Regions from separate parts of the Mus musculus genome. Here region 1 is linked to region 2. A link is a contact called in public HiChIP or PLAC-seq data. All regions are on one chromosome and are shown on one strand. Each heading gives the region's core, a stretch centred on a gene start, on an enhancer-like site or on the middle of the called end of the contact. The rest is flanking DNA. Distances are from core to core; before and after follow the strand shown. Region 1 overlaps Uvrag (UV radiation resistance associated gene). Region 2 overlaps Uvrag (UV radiation resistance associated gene).

What was found. HiChIP or PLAC-seq counts read pairs in DNA pulled down with a chosen protein or histone mark.
Region 1: a contact with region 2 is called in an H3K27ac HiChIP or PLAC-seq map of regulatory T cells, with 4 times the contacts expected there. The contact joins two enhancer-like sites. A contact is called at or near these places in 7 of 484 Hi-C or Micro-C datasets (the G1E-ER4 cell line, bone marrow-derived macrophages, embryonic fibroblasts and 3 more), 7 of 115 datasets of contacts at active chromatin or transcription factors (astrocytes, embryonic fibroblasts, embryonic stem cells and 4 more) and 1 of 9 other capture datasets (embryonic stem cells).

What each region holds. Positions count from the first base shown.
Region 1 is chr7:99,037,429-99,041,392 of GRCm38.p6, reverse strand. The region is part of intron 6 of Uvrag (UV radiation resistance associated gene); the gene reads left to right. Among named protein-coding and RNA genes, the nearest start is that of Uvrag, 100 kb to the left of the region's middle. Within about 2 kb of position 1,277, at least 20 of the 459 cell types and tissues checked have an H3K27ac peak or open chromatin away from gene starts, as enhancers often do. A contact at or near this core is called in regulatory T cells, where this site is marked.
Region 2 is chr7:98,910,842-98,915,015 of GRCm38.p6, reverse strand. The region is part of intron 13 of Uvrag (UV radiation resistance associated gene); the gene reads left to right. It also overlaps Gm8149. Among named protein-coding and RNA genes, the nearest start is that of Gm33827, 36 kb to the right of the region's middle. Within about 2 kb of position 1,270, at least 17 of the 459 cell types and tissues checked have an H3K27ac peak or open chromatin away from gene starts, as enhancers often do. A contact at or near this core is called in regulatory T cells, where this site is marked.

The DNA.
Region 1 (3,964 bases), core at 28-2,527, 130 kb before region 2:
TGGTATTTTAATCATAAAATTGCCTTCTTTATTCTAGTAGGCCTTTGTGCTCTGTCTGGTGTTCATCCACCATGCTGTCTTTCTTTGCACAGTGTTAATAAGCCATATATTTTCTGAACCTTTTACCTGTTAACCTTTGTGCATTTTTATATTTAAGTGGGGTTTGTTCTTTTTAGATAGAATGTGGTTGTGTTGCTTTATTAATTCTTTGATAATTCCATACATGTCCACAGTGTGTCTTGATCATAGCTGACTCCTCCCCCACACCCTTCCTCCTCCGCAACACAGCCCCTCCCACCTTGATGTTCCCCTTGCGTATCTAGTGGGATAGGCTCTGCCCACTGAGTGGGATGCTTATCCAGGTCTTAGGCTTTTTCTTAGCAGCTCTGGGTCCTGAAGCAAGGATTGTGAGCAAGCAGGGAGAGCTCTGTGTTGAGCTGAATTCCAGACCATTTTAGTTCCCATTCATTGATACTGTTGCTGAATTTACGTTCCACCTGGTATCTGTGCTCACTTTAACCCACTGTTATTAGTCTCTTTCTTTTTTATAGGCTCCTTGGGTTTTTATGACTTGTCTTCCCAGCTCTGTTGTATCGTTGCTTTCAAGTTTATAATGTGGGATTTACATGCTCACAGGTTGCTTTTCTTCTATCCCAGTGCAGTGGTTTGGCTAAGTACCCTCAGCAGCCTACCCTGGAGAGGATTGGTTGCTAGACAGTGGTGCTCCTGGGGCACAGGAGGACTATTACCCGGTGCAGCCTAGTAGATAAAAGTTGGGTCATGGAGTGAGTCATTGGTAGGAAGACTAACACTCCAACCCCTCCTGTATCTCTTTTTATTTGTAAAACAAATAGAGAGGTGCCCATGAGGTGACATTTTCTTCAACTGTGGCCTGCCACCATGGTGGAATTCCTCATCAGAGGCCCAGAAACAACTGGCCAGGTGACTGCACTGAAACTCCAAAAGTGTGACCCCAAACTCACCTTTCTGTCCTAGAGCTAGGTCATCTCATGTATTTCCTTACAGTGATAAAAAGCTAAGACTCCAGTGAAGTTGCGCTACTTTTAGGTACTTTCTTTCATTACAAGCCTCAGAATACTTATGCAGAGCTGTTGTTTTTTCTGTCAGCAGTTGACTACATCAGAAATGCTTTAGCATTGTTGAGCCCTGTGGGTAAGAGCGGAGGAAGCAGGCGATTGATTTTGTCATTGTGCAGACAGCACATACAAATGTAAACGGTGTGAGTCAGTTGTACCTGTGCAGATGCCACGGCCATGCTCGTGGAGACACATGGGTTTGCATGGTGAGGTGTGTGGGTGTGCTGCTAGCATAGCTCAGCATTCTGTTATGTCCGCAACTTCTCTCTTAGAAGCAGGTTTATACTCTAAAGTGAACACGGGCACCAGCGATGGGTATTTACTGTTGGTGGCTCTTCAGGCTGTGCTAACTCTATGTGCTGTTTATTCTTTTACAACACTCAGTACATTAGGCTTACTTATATGCAAGCATCACAAGGAACATACTATAAATTGTGGCACAGCATTAAAATAGCTCAGGTATCCCATGGAAGAAGAATTTTCTAGCTCTGTTAGGTTTTGAGGGGTCACCATTGTTATGTTCAGGCCAGCACTGATGGACACACTGCTTGGTGGCCCATGACTAAAGGACAAGGTCGTGTCTGTCCACACACTTACTCTTGATGATGCTTTTCATTCCTGGATTCAGGGACGCATCTCCATCTGGAACCATTTTCCCTATGTCTGAAATATTTCCTTTTGTATTTTTTTGTGGTACATTTTAGTTGGTAATTGAAAACTTTCAGTATGTCTGAAAACATCTTTGTATTTTTCTCATTTTGAAGGATATTTTGCTGGACATGGAATCTAGGTTAAGCTTTTGTTTTTTGCTTTTTAATTCTTTAAAGGTTTTGTTCCATTGTCCAGGCATCTTAATATATCCTTCCTATGTGGGGGGCTTTTTCTCAGGCTGATTTTAAGGTTTTGTTGTTGTTGTTTTTTATTTTTATTTTATTATTATTTTATTTATTTATTTATTTATTTATTTATTTTTTGGTTTTTCGAGACAGGGTTTCTCTGTGTAGCCCTGGCTGTCCTGGAACTCACTCTGTAGACCAGGATGACCTCTAACTCAGAAATCCGCCTGCCCCTGCCTCCCAAGTTCTAGGATTAAAGGCGTGTGCCACCGCTGCTGGGCTTGTTTTTGCTTTTAACTACTGATAGCAATTTGATTATGATGTCCCTTGGAACAGTGTTTTGTTTTGTTTTTTTAACAAAGATATTTTATAATATTTTTGTGTACTTTATACATGTGGGTGCACAACACATCTGTATATGCATACATGGCCACAGGTTGAAGTCCTGTGAGGTTTTTTGCTTCTCTGCTTGTTTGGAGTTGTGTCTTATTTGGTTAGGCTGGCTATCCAGTCAGCCCTGGATCCTCCTGCCTCTCCCTTCTAGCACCGGGGTTACAGAGTGTGCTGCCCCGCTGTGCTCTTGCGTAGGAATCAGGGATCTAGCCTCAGGTCCTCTCAGGCCCTCCTGCTGTGTGGCAAGGCCCTCGCCCAGTGTGCCATCTCCCCAGCCTGTCCTTTCCTTTTTATGTATGGGATTGCTTAAGATTCTTGAATCTCTAGGCTTATAATAGTTATTAAAATTGGAAAATTTTTAACTAATAATTTTTGGAAGTATTGTTTTTTTTGTCTCCTCTTATATCTGCTATTTGCCCTTTTTGGATTTTGCTCAGTTGTCTGATGGTTCCTGGAACTCATGCCTCTGCACATAGGTGCTTCCTTGTTTTGATTTTGTGTAAACCTTATTTCTCCCTGGGTTTCATATGGACTTAATTCCCTTTAAATATACATAGCTACTTCATTTGCCATTAAGCTTACTAATCTTTAAGTCTATAACATCTGATTTGTTTATCTGCTACACACACAGAGGTCACTCTCCCTCTGATTTAAACCATTGTGACTAAATCTCTTAGAAGATCAAAACTAGGGACCAGGTGTAATTGGTGGCACCAGTCATCACAGCCGTGAGGAGGTAAATTCTAAGGTTTTGGCTTTTTAATTCTTTAAAGGTTTTGTTCCATTGTCTAGTCATCTTAGTATATCCTTCCTATGTGGTGAGCTTTTTCTTAGCCAGCCTAAGCCTCATGGTTAAACTCTGCCTCAAACAAACAAGGGCAGGACTTGTAAGAGATAGAGTACTTAATTAGCATATACATAATAAAAATTTCAATTTCTACCAGGCAGTGCTGGCATGCATCTCAATTCCGGCACTCAGGAGGCAGAGGCAGGAGGATCTCTGAGTTCAGTTCAAGGGCAGCCTGGTCTATAGAATACGTTCCAGGACAACTAAGGCTACATAGAGAAACCCTGTCTTAAAAAACAAAACAAAACAAAACAAAACAATTCACTTTCCAGCCCCCAAAAAGGGAAGAAACAGTTCAATTTGGGTCTTTCAGATTTTTCTTATATTTCTCCTTAGTGTGTTCAGTCTATTTTGTAGTGTTCAAACATAAATTTTTGTGGTGGTAACTGTTTTTAAGGTCCCGTTTATTAAACTTGCCATCAGCGGTGGGCCACTTTGAATGGAATAATTTTGCTCTCGATCTTGTGTTGTGTCTTTTTGCGTCTTTATAGATGTGATGATTTTCTTTTGAACCTCAGGCATCCATTGTAAATCTTCCTGCCCTGCCTGCTGCGTGTTTTACATTCTTATCCATGGTTCTGAGCTTTGTTCTGAGACACAGTTGTCTTGCCCTTTTGCTTCAGGCTTTGGGCTAGGATGTAACCCAGACAGTTGTCTCTGCTTCTGAACTAAAACCTCCTCAGAGCTTGATTATGGCTCTTCCTCAGTTCTTAGCCCGGAAACTCCCTCTAGGCTGTGAGCTGTGGCCATAGGGCTCCTCTCCTGTGATTCCCTAACTCTCAGTATTAATT
Region 2 (4,174 bases), core at 21-2,520:
TTTCTTTCTTTCTTTCTTCCTCCCTCCCTCCCTCCCTCCTCCTATCTCTCTCTCTCTCTCTCTCTCTTTCTTTCTTTCTTTCTTTCTTTCTTTCTTTCTTTCCTTAACAATCTGTGTATTCCAGGCTGACCTCACATTTACTATGTAGCTGAGGATGGCACTGAATTCTGATCTCCTGTCTCTACATCCCAGTGTTGTCAGAGCTGAACTGTGTGACTCTTTTTTTTTTAATTATTTTTTTATTGGTTATTTTATTTATTTACATTTCAAATATTATCCCCAATCCCAGTTTCTCCTCCACAAACCCCCTCTCCCCAAACTGTGTGACTCTTATGCTCAGAAGTTTAAGAGAGTACATGTTGTGCCCCTCCCCACCCCCCAGAACTGGATTCTGTGCTGTGTGGTCGCTGCCGCGGATCTGTCCTGCACTGGGTCCATCGTGCATGTGCTTTCAGTTATCCCATCTGCAGCCTCCAAACTTTCAAACATCTGAATCTAGTTCTCACCCTAACAAAAGATGGAGATTCTAGAGAACCACAATCAGTGAAGAACAACCACCCTGTCACCCCGAGTGAGGTGAAGCAAGGAGGCTGACTGTCCAGTGTTTCTAGCCTTTCCCCCTTGGTGCTCCACCAGAGCGTGTGACCACAACCCAGTGGGCTTCCCTGGGGCCAACCACTCTCAGAGTTGGTTCCTGGTGCGTGGCAGAGTCATAGGGAGAAGCGTCTTGGACATGCTGGATAGATACAGTGCTCACAGATGCTCTCACTGGTCCTCCTGAATCTGTCAGCAACTGCTCAGGCCTGGCCTCGTGACGGTAAAGGACAGCTGTAATCTTGCCTACCTGTATTGCTTTTCTTTTGCTTCATATCAAAAGTTTCATAAGCTTAGCAGCCTAAGTAGCTCCCGTTTGTATCTCACGGACTGTGTCAGGAGTCTGGATAGGTTCTGCAGGCTTCTCTGCTCAGGGCCTTTCAGGGCCAAAATCAAGGTGGTAGGCTGGCTTGGTCTTACCGGAATGCTGCCGGGAATTATCCACTTGTAACTTGTTTAGGCTGTTGGCAGAGTTACCTTTCAGCTGTAGGTCTAAGGGTCCCATTTTCTTGCTGGCTGTCAGCCGGGCCACCTTTTCTCCTATAGACCATCCATGATTCTACTCACAGGACTCTTCCATCTTCTGGCCAAAAATGTCCCATCAGGCCCTTCTCTTGCTTCCTGCTTCTCTGACTTTCTCTTTTGCTGCCAACCAAGGGAACGGACGGGGCTGGGGGTAGGGAGGATGCTTCTGAAAGTTTGTGGTTAGATTAGACCCAGAGGTATCTCTATTAGCTATAAACATAAAGTAACCCTGGAGAGGAGAGGCGACAGGGATGAGTTTTCAATTTTGCAGGCTACTGTCCACTTCAAATTCAGATAAGGAAGGTGGGCCATCCTTTCCTTACGGATTTACTCAGTTGACCCTCCTTTAATAGGTAACCCTTTCCAGGGAGTATTTATGGCTGCCATTTGGTGATCCTCTTAGAACCTTGCATGCAGCGTGTTGAGTACTGCTGTGCTCTCCTGGGTATATGCCCTGCTGAGCCATGAATTAAAGGATCTCTGCTCTCTCCTGATGGGGAACCTTTAAGGAAAATGGGGCTTTGTAGGACATCACTGAGGGCGAGTCCTTGAAAGAGACTATGGGACACTTGTGTGTTCCTCTTGTGTCTTTGGGCTTCTTGACTGATGGGCCACACTTCCACCCTGATGTGCTGCCTCACCAGAGGCCCAAAGGGGAGGGGCCTGGGTGGGGTGCACTTGATCACAGACCAGAACCTCCAAACCATTAGCCAAAACAGCTATTTACTCAGCATGTTAATTGCCTCAGGAGTGTCATCATAGTGAGAGGAAGCTGGCTACAGAAATATTTGTCCAGTGAGCTGCTTTCTGCTTAATGAGTTGTCAGATCAAACAATGACTCACATTATTCCACAACAACTCACAACAGTGTCACTCTTTGCTGTTTGGAGTGTTTGTGAAGCTCTGTTTATTTATGATCAACCAGAGACTAAACAGTAGGCACGTGTGAAGTCAGTGAACTTCCTCAAAACAACTTAAAAGTAGCTACATTATAATAAAATTAACATTTTTAGAGGAAAAAATCCATTAATGAGAGAAAAGTGCATTCCAGAGAACCCTCACTTTTAAAGCACTCGATTGCCAGGTTCTCTAAAGAAACTGGAGGGACCTCAGAACTGCATAGAACAATAAAGAAACTATGGGAAAGTCATTTATAATGTAAAATGTTGGAAGACTGGATGTATATAGTACAACTTAACCGCAGCCGAGTAGAGATATCAATGTTGGAAACAGAAGTCATAGACAGAGTCCATTTCTTTGATAGGAACTGGGTCTCCTGTAAATGCTGCAGCCCAGGAACTGATCCTCACTCGCCAGCCAGCACACGGCAGCCGATCCTCACTCACCAGCCAGCACGCGGCAGCTAGGCAGTGCTGTGGGCCCACTCTCAGAGTTGAATACACGTGCCAGCTTCTCTTATTTGCACCCTTACCTTTTAACCGTTCTTGTGCATAGAGCTGAATTCACACTATCTGTCTTGTGTGACAGTTTTGAAGATTAGTGAAAATGTACAAGCTGCATGGCACACAGATCATAGGGTGGAAATGAACCATCCAGGCGTCCTCACTCAAGGTTAAGGCTCAGAGTGGCAGGGGCTCACAAACCTGGGGTGCAAATTCCAATGCTACAGGAGTCTTTCTTGTTGCGTTTGGTTGGTTGGTTGGTTGGTTATTTGTTTCAAGACAGGTTTTCTCTGTGTAGCCTTGGCAATACTGGAACTTAATTTGTACACAAGGCTGACCTTGAACTCATAGACATTCATCTGCGTCGGCCTCCCAAGTACTGTGCTTAAAGGTGTATGTTACCGTTGCCCCTTCAGATTCTGCGATTTAACTTTATCTCTAAATTTCAAATTATTTCCAAATTTCCCTACCACATATATGGGTGCTCATGTGCATATATGTATGCAAATATTTCTGCCTTGGTGAACATCACCATAAACAGACTGTTAGATGATTATTGAATTAACTGCTATTAATGATCAGATATATTATTTGTGGAGAGTATATTTAGAAAATGTCCTTTGTTCCTTATATACTCAAATTTATAGTGACAGTTTTTTTTTCTTATTATTTTGTGTGTGTGTGTGTGTGTGTGTGTGTGTGTGTATGCAAATACAAGACTGAGATCAATGTCTGGGGTTGTAGTTGGGTGTGTAGCCATACAGTAGAATAGTAGCCTAAACTACTCCCACATACAACAATCTGTGTAGATCTCATGAATGAGTGGAGGCAGACCTGCTGTGGGACAGCTCCCTCCCTCGTGTGAGAAACAGGTGGGAAGGCATTTTCAGTGCCTTAGCTTCACCGCTCTCGAGGGCAGCTGATGTATGCCTTGGAGAGTGTCTGAAGCCCTTAGTGCTGGATGCTTAGACTAGATGCTGAGGCTTCAGAACTCCGGGCGGCAGGCCTAGCTATGTAAAGTGTTTACATTACAGCCCATCTATCGTGGAAAAGACTGGCATGTGTTTATAGATGGGCTTGGGAAAGTATTTAGGTCATTCTTGCAACCAGGAGGCCCATAATCAAGTTTTTATGCTTTTCCCTGGAGATGTATGTTGCCAAGACTCACTCTGAGACGCAGCGTGCCTGCCCATGCTAGACTCTCAAAGCAGCCCATCCGCATCTTTGAATGAGTTGTAGTTCCTTCTAGAAAGGCGGGTTTGGACATGGCAGGGCCCTTTTCAGAGCTCATGATCTAGCTCTTTTCAAGTTAGTGGGACCCCAATATTTGGTCTTGAGTTGAAATACTAGAAAACAATCTTATAGAGATTTTTAACTACATAAGCCTTCTGAAGTTACGTCTTTGATGCATATGTACATTTTTAATTTCTTGCTTTCAGTTTCTGCAAACCAGTTCTCTTTGTAGTCAGCTTCACTGTAATCCCATCACGAAGTGTTGATCTTTTAGTAACCTTTATTGAAGCCACATATTAATCCACATTCCCTCACGGTAACAGACGGTTTGTATCAGCCATCTCGTGCAGCTCCGCTCAAGCCCCATGTGGAGCTAATAAACCATGCAATAACTAGCCGCATGTGCACGCGCGTGCACA